Regions from separate parts of the Gossypium raimondii genome. Here region 2 is linked to region 1. A link is a contact called in public Hi-C data. All regions are on one chromosome and are shown on one strand. The core of a region is the stretch at or near the end of the contact, and the rest is flanking DNA. Distances in the headings are between cores, read along the strand shown.

Region 1 (6,161 bases), core at 1,320-3,819:
GCGCAACATATAGCAGCTTGCTAACAATCATTTTACCATTCATCTCAGCAAGCTGTAGATAAATAGTGTATTAGATTATACTAGCTGACCACACAAAGAAATAACATAAACCAAACTTACTGCACGAGATGCTTCTTCAGGTGTTGAAAATGCAACAAATCCAGATCCCTTACTAATTCCACTAGGATCACGCATAATCTTTAAAATTTTTAGGGAAAAAAGGGAAAACAAACTAAATATCAATAGAAGTAGGATATGTTAGCATCAACAATCAAACATCTAGAAGCAATTTGCAAACCTTGCATGAAGTGATGTTACCGAACTCTGAAAACATTTTCTTCAATTTTTCATCACCAATACTATCATCTAAGTTTTTAATATATAAATTCAAACCCTGGAATTTATCAGAAGCTTCCTTCATATTTTGCTCAAATCGAGCTTTTAGCTCATGCTCTCTCTCAGATTTTTTCTGGGCTTTGCCAACATACCACTCTTTATCTTCAAATTTCTTTCCATTCAGAGCTTCAACGGCTTTAGCAGCATCATCAGCATTTTCAAAGTTCACAAATCCAAAACATTTAGACTTCCCATCTGCATCCCTCATAACTACAACACTAGTAATTTCACCATGCTCACCAAAAATTGTTTTTAATTCCTCATCAGTTGTCGTATCAGAAAGATTTTTCACATATACGTTATTGAATTTGACCTTATTTGGTGCAGTCTCTCTTTCATGCTTACAAAGGAAATGTCCAACATAGACCTGCTTGTCATTAATCAACATACCATTTAATTTATCAATTGCATTTTGAGCAGATTCTTCATTGTCAAATTGCACAAAACCATAGCCTTTGGACTGGCCCAAACCATCAGTTGATATCTTGCAAGAAAGAATGTTGCCAAAGGAAGAAAACGTATCATGTAATGCTTTGTGGTCAATTGACTTGTCCAGATTCTGGAAAGAACAAAAACGAAGGCATAGGTAAACATAAAAGCAACTTATACAGTCTTTTATCTAGAAATTATGCATGCATGTGAATGGATACAGCAAATAGAAAGAGGAAAATCAAAGAAAGAATTGTTTGCAAATATATTTTCACAGAAATTGAGCACGCACGGAGAGAGTTTAAATGGGCAAGAGCTTGAAACCCAAAATGCCTAGTGACGTGCAACTAAATGACCAATCTTCTAGTTTTAGAGGAAAAAGGAACCTAGTATAGAACAGGAATTAAAATGGAACAAAAGGGAGGGAAAATTGGGAAAGAAAAATACCTTGATAAATATATTTGCAGTACCACTCTTACGAAGACTAGGGTCCCGTTGAGAATACATGATTCGGATAGGCTTATTATTCATTGGAGTGAAATTCAGTAGATCCAATGCCCTAGCCGCTGCAGACATGAATAACAAGGCATAGTAAGCAACCTCAACAATTCAAAAGAAAGAGTTGATTCTCCCAATTTGTCATGATCTAAAACATGAACTTGATAGAAATTAATCCCAAAGCTCCACTAAAAATTAAAGTTAACTTCTAATACGGAAGTTCAAGCGACCCTTTGGATGATAATGCAAGGCAAATTTGGCAAAAAGGTTAAACCTCAAACCTTTAGCAAAAATAATTTCTTATATCTACAAACTACATACATTCTGCATAACTCAAAAGTAAAACGTAGAATGTAAGGTCCATACTTCAGGTTAATTAATCAAAACTTACAACTTTTAACAATTCACTATTCATGGAAATCAGTAACTCGCATTGATACTATGATACACTGAAAACTGCAAATAAATTATATTACAACAGCGATCAGCTTGAATAGCTTTAGAATTAAAGTAAATTCACTAATATCTACACATCCTTAATAGCTCAAAATTTTCAAATAACCGCATGGTCCTTAAATATCCCAAAACAGAGAACCACATACACAAAAAAGAAGAATTCACAGTCTAACCAACAAACCGCTTTAAATATTAAAGAAATGAGCAGTTCGCAGTAAAGTTGAAGTCTAACCATCTCGAGGATTGTTATAGTTGACGTAGCCATATCCGAGAGAGCGGCCAGTCGCCGTGTCCCGACAAACCCTCACAGAAACGACCGGAGCCACCTCGCCAAACGTTTGGTAGAGTTGCTCATCAGTAACTGAAACATCAAGATCCCCAACATAGAGTGAAGTCGGCATGAACTGCGCTCCTCCGTGCCCCGACGCGACACTGATTGGCCCCGAAACCGACGCATGATGCTGAACCTGAACCTGCGCCATCCACAAAACCTTGGCTCGAACCCTAACTCTTCTAGTTCATTTTTTTTTCTTGTTATGTTTCCCTCTCCTCTTTATTCAATCAAAACAAAACAATAGAGAAACAAGAAGATTGAAAATTTTTTAGAATTAAATATGAAATGTGGGAGAACTTCTTTTAGAATTTTGGGGGATAAAAGAGGAGAGGGAGGAATAAAAAGGGATAATATCGTCGGAGATCCGGGCAGAGGGAGAAAAAAATTAAAGTAATGATAAAGAAGGGGAGGGCAGAACAAACTGCACCGCGCCGGCAAAGCAGTAACTGTATTATTCTTATAGGAATGAAGAAACCCACTTGGTTTCGGAAAAGCTTATCGGGACCGTCGGATCTTTTTCTTGGAAACAAATTCCAGCAGTCCGATGATTGATTGCTCGCGTGACAATTGGAATGTCATATGGCACGTGTCTATCGTAGTTGCGACAGTTACGGTAAGTTAAGAAGTCTCAGCTTATTTACAAATTTTGAAAAGCAGACAGATTATTGTAGTTTGGTTTTTATTTTTTATATATAAAAATCGAATAATTCAAATTAAATTTTAAAAATAGACCCAACCCACTCAAAGTATTTATATTATTATTTAATTTATATTATTAGAGTATATTCTTAATTCTTTTAAAAATTAATAAAATTTTGAATTTAGTAAGATTTGAATCTACATTATTTGCATTGAGAAACCTTAATCTTCCACTCAAATTTGTATTTTATTTTATTTTATACATTTTAATTTTATTATACATACTTTACTACTTTTATTAATTATTTATATTAATAAAGTTCTTGATTAAATTGATGCACCAAGTTAACTTGACACTAACTAAAGATTGCTAACAACATTGAGATAAATAGTTATAGTGAATTTAGTATTTTCTAATTTAATGTATTTACGTATTTAAATTTATTTTTACTCATAGATTAATCTTTTTTTATTTTAATATCGTATATATGTCATGTGCTATTATTAATTAGTTTCGCATCATATACTTTATTATTTATTATATATTATTTTAAATAAACACTATATTCTGGATATGTAATTTCTACACATGTGTATGATAAAATTTCTAATAAGTCAAAATGGAAATAATAGAATCCAACATTTTTCAGATCAGGTTCAAATACTAGTTTTTCTACTTTCTTTCTTAAGGCAAGAAAGCAATACGCTGTAAAATTAAAATACATATACATTATTAATTATGGTATTATGGTACACTCGGGGTTTGGCACTCGTCCTATATAAATTTCTTCCATCTATATCCAATACTAATTTAGGTAATTGATATATGGATTATTAATATTTAAAAAATTTGTCGTTAAATATAAGTTATATGGGAGATATAATCTTAACCATTAAAAATTAATAATCTGTGTGCAATTGTCACGGGATTAGAACTTTAGTCTCGCAATCTATGCGACTTTAGGCGATTTCTTGGTTTTTAGTCTCAAAACTAAAAAGCAACAGAAGAACCGAAAATGCCACAAGAAAGTAAAACATGTCAAGTGTTTCAGTAAATATTTTCAAATATATTCACAACTATGAATGGAATGATTAACAAATGAGGGGGAAGACATTTATTTATAGTTGAGCTCCCTTAAAACCAACGGTAAAGATTGAGTTACATCGACGATCAAATATTAGAGCCTATCTATAATTGAGATTCCTAATGGATTTAAACTATATACAATCTTATCCCTTTAAGATTTACATTATTTACTCTGATAACTCTAATTTTACTGGAGTGTTTCATTGGGCCACCAAGGTTTCAAGTAGATGGATTTCTCCATATGTTCCATGAGTCGGGTTAGTTTAAGAGTGTTAAATGAGTCTTATTTAATCAATTGATCTGCAACCCATGACATTCTCCCTCTCCCATGCTCGCAATACCCTCGTTGTGTACTCCGAATGACACTGGTTTTATTCACCTTAGAACTTTCTCGATGCCTCAGTTGTCCTTCAACTAACCTCTTTGTCGGGTAGTTCCGCTTCTTGGAATATTTGCCTCGGCTTCCGTAATCACCTAAATCGGACCATTTCACTCCTTTTTGGTACATCTCCTTCACAAGATCCCGTCACTTTTACTCGCCCAAATTGTGACTTTCCTCAATCGGGATCCTCTTGATCTTTACGAATAGGTTTTGGCATTCTCACATTAAACATCGAGTGAACCTTAAGTATTCCTACTAACTCTAGTTTGTAAGCCCTTTGACTTATCCATTTCAAAACTCTAAAATGGTCCCTATGTCCTTGCTAAGCTAACAATAAGTCAAAATGAAAAACACTAGATAAGTGTTTGAGATGTATCTAGCTCGTTGCATTTACTCATTTCAACTGCACAGTTTGCATCACTATTTTACCCTTAAAGCCTGATACACAACCCACCTCTCTTATAGGTGGTAGCTCTATTGATGACTCAGCAGGGTTCGCATTAGTTTGCCGCACCTCTAGCATTTTCAAGGAGGTCCCTATAGCACTTCGATCTACCGAGTCAATATTCTTTCTGCCATTAATACCCTTGGCTAGTTGGATTGTCGATAATACATTGGTTCCACCTTTCTCATCACTACTTACCTGCACCATGCATTATCGTTAACGAGCATCCAAGATACAAAATAAAATCGGCAAAAGGAACCAAAAGACCATTAATTTGGTCGAGGAAATTCAAGCCAAGAACAAATTCGTAATAATCTAGATGAATTACCTTAAAGTCTTCATTGCCTTTTCACTCACTGATTTGTAGCTCAACTCTTTATGCTACTCCCACAATTGGGACCTCTTTAGAACTAGTCATCTTGATCCTCTTAGTTGATTTGCTAATTGAGAGGCCAAGTTTACCTACAAATTTCTTCAAAACGAACAGATCGGATGCCCCCGTATTGCCAAGAGCACTCCTCCTTTGGCTTACAACCTTGATGTTCACAAACATCAACCCTTTCTGCTTGCGATCCCTCCTCGCCTTAGCAAAACTGAGCATCATTGATCTAAACATCAAATCCTCGCTCTCTAGCTTCGTTTCATATTCTTTAGTGACTATAGAAAACTTAGTTCGCTCTAGATAGTCTCGCATCCTATGCGGACCACAATGTAAGAAGCACTTCACTGACTTCTTGTCATTCTTTTTGCCCCTCTTGGCTTCAATCCACGCACAATCGAACCAAACCTCAATAGTACTTTTTCTAGATCATCATTCTTTTTTATGGAAGAAAACATAGATCGTTTCGAGCAATCCCTAACCATATGCAGACCTTCACAAAGAAAGCATTTCAATGGCCCATTCAATTTACTATTGGGCTTTCTCTTCCTATTTCTTGGTTGCTCACTACTACCATTATTGTTGTCATTCTCAACTTTTCCCTCTTCATCTTCCCCACCATTGCCCTTCCCTTTGGGCTTGCAAGACTCGAACTTGTCCTTCCTCGGAACAAGCTCGACTAAAAACTATGCCACCTCATAACTTTGGGCAATTCTTAGACCCCTTGACGTTCCAATTCCTGCTTAACCAACAACTTGAAACCATCCATGAAAAAGAATAATATCTTTTTCTCACTCAGATATATGATTTGGAGTATCAATTCACTGAACTCCTTCATATACTCCCAAATTATACCTTGTTGTGAAAACTAATGCAACTTAGCTCAAGCCTCTTCTCAACATATTGGGGGTAAAACTACTCTTTAAAGTCCTTTTGGAACTCCTCCCAACCTCTTCTCAACATATCGGGGGTAAAACTACTCTTTGAAGTCCTTTTGGAACCACTCCCAAGTTCCAAGGCCTAACCATGCCTTTCATCTGTGGACCTATACTGCTGCCACAAAAGTGTGAAATCAGTAAAATATCTATCATTATTGTTTACCTTCACATCATCATC
Region 2 (6,161 bases), core at 1,652-4,151, 150 kb before region 1:
CAGACACAACAAGCCTGCTTCTGCCTTCAGTGGCAGCAGCTAAAGTTCGCAATGAGTGGGGAATTCCAACAAAACCAGCATCTTGTCTCTCCAACCATGGCAATGACCTAGGATACAGACGATGGGGAACCTGGCTAGCTACATGAGAGGAAAGCAGCATCGCTTCCGGAGAAGTAGTAGGTCCTGAAGGAAGTGAAGAATGATTGCTCTGGCCTCCAGATTCAGTGCCAAGGGAAGACATTAATGATTGACGAACAAGTTCAGACAACCTTCGGGGGTATTGTGAAGAGGGGTTGGGATGAGGAACCCAGGTGGATGCAGACATCACATTGGCACCATTATTTGAGCCTGCATGAGATGTAGAGGCAACATTTCCAGGAGAACTTATATTTCCACTGCTTAAAACTGGATTTCTAACCAAAGTTCTTAATTCTGGTGCAGGAACAAACATAGGATGATGTAATATGTTTCTAGCCATGCTTCTTGATTTGTGTCTTGCACGTGGTACATCTCTATCAGCAAAAGGATTAGAATTTGATGAACTGCCCGTTCTTGGACCAGAACCTCCATTTAGCAGCAAAGATGGAACATGACTTATGATATTCGGGTTTTCAGAATTTGCATTATGTACCACTGGTGCTGACCTTAATTCCAGAGAATGATTAGCTGGGAAAAGCCTTGATGGCTGTTGTGCAGAAGAAACAACAGCCTGCCAGGACATATCACCAGTAGGAAATATCGGATGAGCAATAGGCTCCTGTATACTTGAAGGATTTCTTCTCAGATGGAAATTCCTGTGTGAGCTCTCTGCAGTTGGTGGTAAAACAATTTGTTCGGGAATGCTGTTAGAAGCTGATCCTCTGACATCTAATCCAAGTCTCGGGTGCACCTGTCTTGAGGGGGGAGATATATTCACATTGCTTCCTGCTGTATGGCTAGCAGAAATGCCATGCCATGCACTACTTTCAGCACTACGAAAGTAGCCAGAACTTCCACTAGAAGAGCACTGCCCAACATTTCCTTCCAGAGCCTTTCTTTTGCATGATGCACGACGACCCTCATATGAGCAGCCAGGTCTGCTATCATTATCATCCACAACATACCTACCACTTCCAGAAGAAAGTAGAAATGCTTCAGGACCAGTGCCCAGTAAATTCTGCTCATTCTCAGATCCACTAGGCTTATGGAGGTTAAGCCGTTCTGTAACTTGACAGCTATTATCATCAACACCCGCAAATCCGACATTTAACCTCAGATTCTGAGAAACAGTATCAGAATTAGAACTTTGGGCAAATAAAGAGTTCTGTTCATACCTCCGCCCTTCTAACCTGGGACCAGCATTTGCAGAAGCACTAATAGAAGATGACCACCTATGATCTGTTTTCCACTCGTTATGGCTAACCTCATTTTGTGTGCCACTAGAGTTAACATCAACCAAGCTCCATCTACCAAGCTGCTCCTCTTGACCCATAGAGTTCGCATATCCAATGTTCATGTCATTGGTTGACAGCAAACAATCAGGCAATCTGTTTTCTATAGGATTTCGAATATTATTCCAGCAATCCTGCTGTTCAGCAACAGCATTACTTGATGTAGAGCTATGAACAAAGATGGTTTCGGGCAAGGAACCAACAGTACCCCTTTGCCCCTGCATTAGGACTTGTATGAATTTCCGTACAATTATCCTAAAGTCCTGACGAATATACCAATTAAAATTGTAAATAACCAAATGGCACAACAAAGTGAAAAGAAAACAGTAGCATCAAAATGATTCTAGACAAAGTAGTAGCAAAGAAAAACACAACAAAATATTAAAAAAATATGTTTCAATCAATTTCCAGATTTCTAATCGTATTAGTGACATATTTTGCCTCGAAGACATTAAAGAACCAATTGTTGCTTATAAACTATCACCAGGGGTAGTGATGCATGCAAATTTTACTTCAAATTCTTTTTACCCTTTCTTGGGTAAGTACTTGAAATCGATAATCCACACTACCAAATAATATGAAAGCTTTCTAACAACATAGAACCACAAAGAAAACACAAACATTGAACTACCATTCTAAACTCGGTCTGATAAGCATGGAACCACAAAAGGGCACTGTGCAACTAAATCAGGAAATTTCAAAACATTTGAGGGAGAATTAAAATCAAACAATAAAGAGCATCCACTAACAGCAGATATCCAACCATGGAACAAAACCAAACCAGACATTAAATAAGGTTCAAGCTTCCTTGCTGCGCCATATAGAACAAAAGGCATAAGCATACAGACAAAAACAAACAATAGAAGAAAGAAAATTTACTAAAGAGAAATTCAATAATAAACCAACCAGTGGAAAGAGATAAGAGAGGTAGAGGCTTTAAACACAAATAGGAAAGACCCCAAAAGAATATGCAGATTTAAACAAAGAAAAAAAATCAAAACTTTGAAAGAGAAAAAAAAGACCCTATTAAACCAAACAACCAACAATTTCAAGAAAACCAGAAACAGGGAGAAGTCATCCATCTCATCTGACCATCAACCGATCAAGCAAAAAATAAAAATGAAAGAACAGACCTTGAAGGCTCACCAAACGGGTGGAAATGAAAGATCTTGAATTCTTGATCAATCTAAAAGACTCTTAACAAGAAGATAAAAGGACTATACCACAAAACTCGGATGAAAAAAAGCTGTCTTGAGCTATTAACCTCTCCTTTCTCAAGAAAGAAAGAGAGAGAGAGAGAGAGAGATGAAAAGAAAACCCAACAATAGGAGCAAGACAGAAGATCTTTGAAATATTAAATCAAATACGAAATGTAAGAAACAAAGAGAGAGATTAAAAGAGGACAAAATCTGTAATTTTACCAAATAACCACAACGAAAAAGAGCGATAATAAGGAAGAGAAAGAAATGAGTCTAGGCAAAGGTCATAAAGAGCAGCATCCTAACAAAGAATTGGATAACAAAAAGCAATAAAGACAAATACAGTAATAAATACCAGCAGCAGCAACAACAACTAGGCAAAGGGGTCCTATTCAGCCGCTTACCAAATGGTTTTCATGTCAATCTTTCTTTTCCTATTTGATTCTGCAAAATGCAAAATATATATATATATATTAGTAAAGAAAAAACAACCCTTTCTCCCCTCACAAACCTCTAAGACCCCGTCCCCCAATGCGGTTCGTAGGCTAAGCCCCACAAAACACTAAACCCCAACCCCGTGTTTTGTTTTGTTTTGTTTCCATCACTTTCGCGCCAAGCACCTCCACTTGCACCCCTCACCTTCCCTTCTCTTTAGCCCTTTTTCACCCCTCCACATGCATCTCTTTCTTTCTCACCTCCTCAGCAACCTTTTTTATTTGTGACCCCAAGAACATGCATGACATGTAAAACTGTTCAACAAAACGTGGCATTGTTATAGTTTTAATAGGGATACTACTTGAATGAACTTTCAGATTTTCTTACCTTTTTTATTCCTATAAACACCTAAAATATCTGAGTGCTTTTGTGAATCTGAGAGTATAAATTTTGACTATTATCCCTCCCCCCTAATAGATGGAATCTGTTTATTTCTTTTCTCCATCACATGTTTTTCAAATGAAAAAAAAAAACGGAAAAAGAATCAATGTATCCATGATTTGCAAGTTATTACTTAAAAGAAAAAAATGAGACAAATAAAAATAAGGCACTATCTTGAGATGAGGAACAATAACTTGTATTGCAGGTGGAATATGTCTGGGGGCATTGGTGCATATCAGTTGTGCACATAAATATGATTGCTTTGCTTAAAAGAGGTGCGAAAATGTGAACACAATGAGTGTAGTTTTGCAGATTCTTGCCCCCCAAACTTCCTTTATTTCTCTTGCCGTTCATTTCTCCATCGTGGGGTGGGGTGGGGTGGGGCCTCTTTCCTCTAAGCTTATTCTACCGTTTGTTTTAGCTTTTTTCTTCTCTTAAAAGCTCAAAGGTGTTTGCTTTTCTTTGCCTTTTTTGTATCCTACTAATGTGGCCATTTGGATATATGGGTTCTGCTTACACAACCAGATCGTTTAAGATCTTGCACTGAAAATTGATTAATAAGATAAGTATTGAATATTGATGAATGATGATATTCCCTAACCTTCATAGCGAATATTAGAAACTTGGCTATCACCTACATGTGTAGCCAACACACTATATAAAAACTTGGACATTATGCACTAATTTCAAAAGGGAGAAAAACATAATAATAATAATAATAATAATAATAATAATAATAATAATGGGGGAAATAAATGAGAGGAAGGTGATTTGACTTATTTTAAAAAGAGGGAATGCTTGCTAGTTGGAATGATGCGCTGGTTATAAATTTTTAATGGAAAGGTGAGTCAGTTGAGGGCAAAGTGTGCAGCTGTGCCTGTTCAGCAATTAACCCCCAGTGACAAAACAACCTCTAAAATTATCATGGAGTACGAGTAAGATTATGTTTTAATTTTTTTACTTAAAAAATAAATAAATTAATCTATTAATATTAAATTAAAAAATAAATTAGTTATTTTTATTAAAAATTTTATTTATTTCTACTATTAATTGATTCATCTATATTAATATGAGTTATACGTGATATATTACATATCATTATTCAATTATTCTATGAGCAACATCGGTTTTTAACGGTATAAATTGATGTAATTTTTAACTAAAAAAATTGACTTGTTTTTTTATTAATATATAGAGACAAATGTATTTAATTTTTTAAAGTAAAAGAGACAAAATGTAATTTATTTCCTAATTGAGAACCCTCATGATATTTTTACTCAAAACAAGCTCTTCTCTCTTTAAAGCCTTTTTCTGAATGGTGGGGTTATGGGAGTGATTGAAATCAATTAATTGAAATCGAGCTATGTGACAGTATGACCCAAGTTTCATCTCCCTGTTTTTCACTGGTTTTGAGGGGAAAATGAATAAGACACTTTTGAGCAAGATAATGAAGTAACCAAAATGGTTGTGCCCACAGAATTAGAACCAAGGATGTTGGAAAAATGTGAAGGGAGTTACAAAGGAAGTAGCTTTATATTGCGAAAGGAACGCGGATTAGATTCGGGGACATAGACAATAAGGAAAAGATGAGGCGGCCTAAGGCTTGGGGTTAATGACAGACAACCAGACAGAAGTTGGGTCCAGAGCATAATTTTGATGGAACAAATGGCCAAACTTAATCCAAATCTTCAACAAGGCAAAAATAGTTTTAAATACAGAAAACCAATTAAAGCAAGCACTAAAATTCTTTATTAATTAACACTGAAATGGGTTGACAATGCCTAATTTTTTTATACTTGAAAATGAAGCAAGAGTTAACAGTATCAATTTTCAACGCTAGGAATCACCAATGTGTTGACAACGTAAATAAAAAAAAATTCCAACAATTATAAATTCAAAAACAAATAACTATGTTAATACGAATTCAACCTATGTCCTAGTAATTATAACTCATGTTTTAACAAGTACAACAAGACCACCCTCAAATCTCTATCATAAATTTTGTTGATATACAGTATCAACAGAAGTGAGAATGGAAAGAGAGTTTCAAGAAGCAGGTAGAAGAAGATCCAATAATGGTGATTTGGAGTGTCGTTTTCTTTAAGAGGGTCTTTAGAATTTTATTATATAGGGGATTAATCAGGTCGGATTTCGGGTCGGGTTATTTTTATTATAATTATATATAACAATTTGTCTCTCACTTTGTCAAAGAAGAGTTATAAAGTGACTTTTCTTAAAAAACTTATATGTGTGAAGCGTGTAATTTGGGGCGTACCATATAAGTTTTAACTTGAAACTTTATTGAGCAAGTTTGGTTATCCGATAGTGTGGTATAGGAGTAAAAATTGTATGGAAAAATAGTACGAACTATATTTTTCATAAGTAAAGATTTATTCCCCACCTTGTCAAAGAAATTGGCGAGCTTTAAAAATGACAGTCATGATCATAAATCAACGAACTGTTAGAAAACCAATGGTCGCAATCAAAAATCGAGCGAACCGTAAAACTAACAGTCGTGATATGAAATCGAGCGAACTGTTAAAATATTGAAGGTCACAATCTTCAATCGAGTAAACCTTAATAATATCAGTTGTGAACGTAGTAGGTCAACGAGCTGTTAAAAAATTGAGGGCTGCAATCATAAATTAGCAAACGG

Evidence for each region. Hi-C and Micro-C count contacts between places; a contact is called where the count stands out from the background.
Region 2: a contact with region 1 is called in a Hi-C map of leaf, with 4 times the contacts expected there. The contact joins the promoter of LOC105797317 here to the promoter of LOC105797316 in region 1. A contact is called at or near these places in 2 of 2 Hi-C or Micro-C datasets (both in leaf).

What each region holds. Positions count from the first base shown.
Region 1 is chr3:16,176,684-16,182,844 of ASM2569854v1, reverse strand. LOC105797316 (polyadenylate-binding protein 2) reads right to left here and starts at 2,569. Exons shown (of 10, transcript XR_008194313.1): 1 at 2,012-2,569; 2 at 1,273-1,391; 3 at 299-955; 4 at 121-198; 5 at 1-52.
Region 2 is chr3:16,323,435-16,329,595 of ASM2569854v1, reverse strand. LOC105797317 (probable E3 ubiquitin-protein ligase RHG1A) reads right to left here and starts at 2,901. Exons shown (of 6, transcript XM_012627280.2): 1 at 2,577-2,901; 2 at 1-1,693. The coding sequence starts at 1,654.